2 separate regions of the Dromaius novaehollandiae genome follow, and region 1 is linked to region 2. A link is a contact called in public Hi-C data. All regions are on one chromosome and are shown on one strand. Each heading gives the region's core, a stretch centred on a gene start, on an enhancer-like site or on the middle of the called end of the contact. The rest is flanking DNA. Distances are from core to core; before and after follow the strand shown.

What was found. A called contact is a pair of places that touch in the nucleus more often than the background predicts.
Region 1: a contact with region 2 is called in a Hi-C map of brain, with 6 times the contacts expected there. The contact joins the promoter of MTMR2 here to the promoter of CCDC82 in region 2. A contact is called at or near these places in 2 of 4 Hi-C or Micro-C datasets (brain and liver).

Annotation. Positions count from the first base shown.
Region 1 is chr1:206,614,562-206,617,765 of bDroNov1.hap1, reverse strand. MTMR2 (myotubularin related protein 2) reads right to left here and starts at 1,895. Exons shown (of 15, transcript XM_064505108.1): 1 at 1,658-1,895. The coding sequence starts at 1,740.
Region 2 is chr1:206,352,677-206,356,245 of bDroNov1.hap1, reverse strand. CCDC82 (coiled-coil domain containing 82) reads right to left here and starts at 1,825. Exons shown (of 9, transcript XM_064505111.1): 1 at 1,678-1,825; 2 at 934-1,486; 3 at 46-283. The coding sequence starts at 1,688.

The sequences.
Region 1 (3,204 bases), core at 646-3,145, 260 kb before region 2:
TAAATCCTCAACAACTAACAAAGGAATTTTGAAGAGAGCACCGGGTTTGAGATGGCTTCAACCCACGTATGCCTTTCTGGCGACTGGGGATGCCCAGCATCATGATGGTGAGCATATTATACAGACTGGTAATTGGCAATCGCATTGGTATTGTGATTGAACTGTATAAGGGTACACTTGTGCTGTGATTTCAGTACATTTCTGAATCACTCTGCTAAATAAAAATCCCGTGTAACATCAAATATCTTCAGAATAAACTTTTATATTAAACACTGCACTCTCTGTATGTGTGGAATACCTAAAAGAACCTGGTTAGAGAGTACTGGACTCTGACACCGGTACAAGAAAGGCATTGACAAACTGGCAGGAGTTCAGTGGAGAGCCACCAAGATCATTGGGGCTGGAGCACTTCCTGCGAGGAGAGGCTGGGGGATCTGGTCCAGCCTGGAGCAGAGATGGCTTCCGGGGCACCTGACAGCAGCCTACCAGCACCTACGAGGTGGTCACTGAGGAGATGGAGCCAGGCTCTTCACAGCAGCGCATGGTGTGAGGATGAGAGATAAGAGGCACAAGTTGAAACACAAGAGGTTCAGACTGGATATAACAAACTCCTTCCCCACAAGGATCACCAAGAACTGGCACAAGATGCCCAGAGAGGTTATGCACCCTCTGTCCCGGGAGGTTTTCAAGACCTGATTGGATCAAGCCCTAAGCAGCCTAGTCTGATATCACAGCTGAGCAGGAGGTTGGACAGAGGGATCCTAAGGCCCCTTCCTTCCTGACGATCCTGCAATCCTGAGACTTCACCAGGGAGAGTGCCGCAAGGACTGGACTGAACAAACTTGACACGCTAGGTCCTTCTCCCTCCCAGGGCTTACCACAAAATCCAGGATTCACCCACCACCGTTCCTCTTCCATCAGCCGACGTCCATCCTTCCCCGCTACCATACATGGCCCCCCTACACTATTAACTCACAGACCAAACAGGAGGCACTTTTGGTCACAAATTTCAAACCTCACGGATAATTGCGGTGAGTGAAAGGAAAGGGAAGTCTCTTTTCAGTTTCTGTGGTTTAAAGAGCTTGGAAATTGCCCACACAGCATTAAAATAAAAGCCATTAAGACTGCAAAGTCATGCCTCCGGAAAGCTGGGAGGACAAAACCGAACGGTCAGCGTGCACCAGGAACTTTGTTACCGAAAAACACAGAACAAGGCCTAGCTCAGACACGAGCGTGTAGGCTGGCTGACGGCAAATGTGCCTCAGGGGACCTGGCACCGCAGGTACTGAGCGACCTTCTTAGCGCCCTTCTGGGCCTCCAGCAGCTGCTTACTTTTATTGTGTCTTTGCTAAACCACCACGCGCGCCGGGGAACCGCAGCCTCGCTGGGTCACTTAGCATTTATCTGCGTGCTGGCGGCGGGAGGGCATCTTCTTCTCTGCCCCAGTGCTTGGAAACCCAAACCGGCGCAGCCCCGGCCCCGCAGCACCCCCCGCCGCCGGGCGCCCCCTCCCTCCCTCCCGCCCGCCCGCGGCAAGCGGCGCCGGCTCCGTCCTCCCGGCGGCTTGTTCCTCCCCCACGTTGAATCACGACCCCCCCGCAGGGGTCGGGGGGGGGGGGTGGCGGGAGGCGGCGGCCGTGGCGCGGCGCGCCGTTACCTGGAGAGGGAGTCGCCGCTGGGCGGCCGCGCCGCCGCCGCCCGCCCGGCGCCCAGGCTCTCGCAGCTGGAGCTCTCCTCCATGGCGGGCGGCGCGGCGGCCCGCGGACGGCGGCTGTCAGCGCCGCGGCGGCCGCGCGGCGGCACAGGAAGCGGCCATGTCGGCCCGGCGTGCCGCGCGGGCGGGGGCGGGCGGCGGCTGCGCCTGGCTTCTCGGCGCCCCTCCCCGCCGCGCTCCCGGCACGAGGGGGCCGGAGGAGGGAGGAGGAGCCGCGCTGGGCCCTCCCGCAGCCCCGGCCGCGCCGCTGGTGCCCAGCCGGGAGGACATCGGGGCCGCGGGGCGACCCCCCGTCGTCGCGGGGGAGAGGGCCGCAGTGCGACACGCCGCCACCCCGGGGGCTGCCCCTCCCCGGTGCGTCCGGCCGCGAATGTCCTTCCTGAAAGCGGGAGGTTTTTCCTTCTCAGATATAAAATGATCGTGTGTTTTCTATTCCATGGGCATACTAGAGGCACAGCTCAGGTCCCCTGGTGCGCTAAGTCTGTACGTGTAATAAAAAGCAGTTGTGCTCCTGAAATTTGTAATTGCCCATACCTGCTAAAAATAAATCCCTGCGAGCTCGTCCCTGCACCAGGTGCGCAGGAGTCACGGGCATGGCAGTGTGAGCGGCCCGGCTCTGCAGGGAGGCCGAGCTGATCTGCGTGCACACACACAGAGGTGTACATATGTCACCGTGTTTTCCGCCCAGGGTGCTGCATAGCTAAAGGTTGCTACGAAAAGGTAGATAGTTCTGTGTGAAGAGCAGTTTTGCATTGAGTTCCCTGGAGCGTTTTGGTGAGCCAGTTCTTAGCATTACTGCCCAAGAGCTGCAGCCTGCTCTGCCCTTACCCAGAGTGCAAGTGTCTTCCAAACGCGCAACCAAAATGACAAAATTGATTAAAAATCCTAGCAGGCAGAAACCAAAGCGCTGGGAAGGTGTGAGCAGGTTCCCAGTGAGGGCGGCTGGTCAGTCCTACTTGTTGACAGAAGAAAGAGGACTCCTGATGCCGCGAGCATCCGTCCGAAGGGACGTTCCTGTCCAAAACACCAGCTCAAACCAACATAAGCCAATCGTGTTCTAAAATTTAATCTACCTGAGTATTTTGTCGCTGTAAAATGGTCACTGATTTAAATGCTATCCCTGTCTGCGCTCTAAAGACTGAATTAGTTGATGTTGCTCTGTCCCTACCTCACGTTTTGTTCCTTTCGTTGGGGTGTAATTCCCCGGCGGTTTCCATCCTTTAAGCTTGCACAAGCGAGTGCACGCAAGCAGGGGGCTGGGGTGAGGTTGCAGCAGCCGTGCCTGAGACGACATTAATTTGCTGTGAAATTTCCTCTGTCGCTCTACTGGCTGCTACGGAGCAAGCCTGATTTCGGGTTTTTGTGAAGCTGATTTAAACTTGAAAACACAGCTTTGTCAAAATGATCTTTTTAACTTTTTTATTTTCTCAGTGTTCTGAAAATGTTCATATGCTGGCAAATAAGTTTGTCTAGTCTCTTTTTTTTCAGCC
Region 2 (3,569 bases), core at 576-3,075:
GCAATTGACATAAAAATACTGAATTGTCATTTATTTTAATCTTACAGTGTGGGACGTAGTATGCCAGCAACTGGCTATTTGATATATGTAGTTCTTTCTGCTGTGGCTGGCTTTCACTCTTTCTGTCTTCTGTGTCATCATCATCATCTTCCTCTTCATCATCATCATCATCATCAACTATAAAATCTTTCATGCTATCATGGTCAGTTTCACTACCTTCTGTTGGTGTTAGGGGCAAATGAGAGAGTGGTTCCTCTTCTATTTCTACTTCAGCATCAGAATCCTAATTGCATTTAAAAAAGGATTTCAAAAGTAAATTATGTATTTTCAGTATTTGCACTTTATAAAATAGACAAGATTTTTGACCTTCCTTTTTTGACCATCTGTTCAATCAACAAGAAATAATATAGTTCCAAAATTACATAATTCTGTACTACGTGAAGGTTACTTTCAGATTTAAATCACTCATCTCCATGTACCTTCAGTCTATCTGTAGGAATTAAGCTACCTTGAGATCTCTAAGTTACTTCAACAGGTATCTTGCTTCTTGATAAATATCATTTGATAATCCTTTCAAATGTCTCTTCTTTACAGAAAAAGGAAGAAGTTATGTTAAAGATGCTTTTCCTTTCTGACTATGTAGGAAGACAGATACCTGCATCCTAAGCTGCTTAATCATCTGAATGCCTGAAAGAGCAAATACAAGAAAATTCTTAAAACCCCAGCGACGAAAGTTAAACTCAAGTTAATAGTGTCAGCAGAGAGCATTTTTATCATGTTAAGAAAATTGCTAAAATATGATGGAATTACTAATTTGTCAGGAATAAAAACCAATACAAAATAAAAAACCCACTGACTGATAACTATTAACTATTAGTTCTTCCCCCACATTCAGTACTTTCACCAAATGAATTTCAAAGATAAAATGCAGACCTCAAAACATTCACTATTACAGGATGTCCGAGTAGCTCTTTGTCTTGAAAGTTCTTTCAATCTGGCTAACACTTGCTGTTTCCTATTAGTAGGAATATTTTCTGCAAGGCAGGTTTTATCAGGTTGCTGTTCTTGAGAACTCTCATCTTCGTCCATTATACAATGGCGTTTAGCAAAAACTTTTCTAACAAGGATATCACTGTCCTCACTTTCATCACTGTCATACAGTACAGAAGTGCTTGACCTTTTACGCTTTCCAGGCGTGACGTGCTCATCCTCGGCATCCTCTGTTATTGCCCCATTATGGCTTTTCTCTTCATGATCTGAAAGGCTATTCTTCACAAGAGTTTCATCTTTTTCATCTACTTCCTCTTCTGATGTGGCAGATCCTTCATCGTCAGAGGTAAATGAGGATTCTTCATCGCTGTCAAGCAAGATGATCTCCCTTTTAGTGCGTCTCCAATCAACTCGGGATTTGGATGCCACTTCTGTTCCTCCTGTCTTCTTCCTTGTTTCGTATCTTCTGACAGCTGCTTTTATTTCCATTGGAAAACTGTGACAATAAACCAAAATACACACACCAGTAAACCAAGGTATCTATTTTTATCATGCCATTCCAAAAAAGTGCAATAGCATGCATCTTATATTACATACACCTATGGGTTAACAATACTAACAGATACATGCAGAAATTAACACCAAGAAAAACTGAGCACACACAATTTCAGGAGAGCACACACTTACCCAAAACACATATAAAAGCAGGAGTGCTCACCCCCAGCCCGAATGAACTAGAAAAGTCACAGCTGAAGTGCAACTAAAGACCCCATCACCCCCTCCAACACTGTAAGCTTACACCAAGGCAGAGAGCCGCACAGAGCCCACCCCGCACAGGCTCACCGGGCCTACCCCCGCCTGCCTGCCCCGCCGCAGGGCCCGATGCGGCGGATGGGCCCTGAGGTGAGCTGCGCCAGCTGTCACGGCCGGCCGGGCGCGGCCTGCTCCCGGCTCTCCAGAGCGGGCCAGGGTCCAGGCCAGCAGGCCCGTCCCCTTGCCCCGCTGCCAGCCGCTACCGCAGCCATGGCCGCCACGAAGCCGCCCCCCGCCTCCGCCCCATCCCCCCTCGCAGGAGCTCGCGCAGCAGCCGTTACTTTGGCCGTTAACGGCTCCCGCCGTCCCGCGCCCGAGCCGCCGGAGGAGAAGCCACCGCCCCCACGCGCCCCGCGGGCCACGATTGGCTACATTTCTCTGTCACTCAGCCTCGCGCGCGTGTTTACGGAAGTGCTCGCGCGCTGCGGTCGGGTGGTGTCACGTGGTGCGCCCAGGCCCTGCGGGCATTGTAGTCTGCGCGCGGCGCTCGAGATCCTTAGGTCATCGGTTCGAGTCCTGCCTCCGCCACAGCCGGCCTTCCCACAGCGCACCTCCTTGTCCTGCTGTGCCTCAGTTTCCCGTAGATCCAAGCGATAGGCCACGTCTAGCATGTCCCACGTAGCCTTAGAACAGGATCATTCATATGTGATCACATTTTAGCCTGGCTTAGATGTATCACCGAGGCAAATTTGCGCACTCGTGAGGTACTTGGCCGCCCCGAAGAGCCCACCAAGAGCCAACAGCTGCCTGCTACAGCTGCAGGTCACCAAAGATCAGCCAGATCTGGCACTTCTGCTACTCGAAAGTGGTTTTTCAGAGTTGCCAGTGATCTCCTCTGTTATCTCGGGAACAAATCCAACAAATTTATTACTTCCAACCCCCAAATTACAGGGGGCACGAGCACGGGCTGCAGGGAAGATGGTTACAGCCTTGGTTACGGAGCGGCTCTGGGCCTGCCCGGCTGTGGCAGGCCCAGAGCAGGCGTTGCGGTGCTGCCTGTGCGCTTTGGAGGGATCTGCCAGCTCCAGGCTTCGGCGGGCGCCTGCGCCGTGCACCCTCGCGCCCCTCGCAGCGGGAACCCCTCGGACGCCCTGGCTGCACAGCGGCAGTCGCTGGAGGCTGGGTGGAACTAGGAGGCCTGGAGGGACCTGCTGGCCCGGCGTGTGGCCAGCCCTGTGCTGGTGTGGATTTCACATAGTGCTCATATTGCTAAAGAGGCGTGGACGGGTGTTTATGTAGATGCTGGGTTGAATTCCCCCTGAAATGGTTATATTGCAAATAGTAAATGGTTATACTTCAAGGATTATATTGTACTAAGGTGCTTGTAGTCCTGGGCTGTCATTTCTGTTAATTGCTATAAATTTAAAGTCAATAAGTGAATTCTCAAATAAATAAATGGAACAGAATTTATCCAGGATTTAGTGTTTCCTCAAATCGTGGAAGTTGACATTCCCCCGGGTACTACTCGCTCCCTGTCCTTCATCACGATTCTCGCTTCTAATGTCGCCACCTAGTGATAAAAGCCATGAAGCAAAACTTGTGGTACACACTACCTGGGAAAAGCGTAACTACCGCGAGTGCGTGGTATATGGCTTTCTAAAGCACACATATACAAATTTTGATTTTTTTACTTAAATGGTATGAGGAATTTCAGATAAGAATGATGACTTGTGAAGGACAGCTAAGCAGGTTTTCTTATTCAAAATGCTGAAAGATCTTGATTTTTCTGATAATATTTCAGGTAAGTATATAGTCTCAATTCTAGG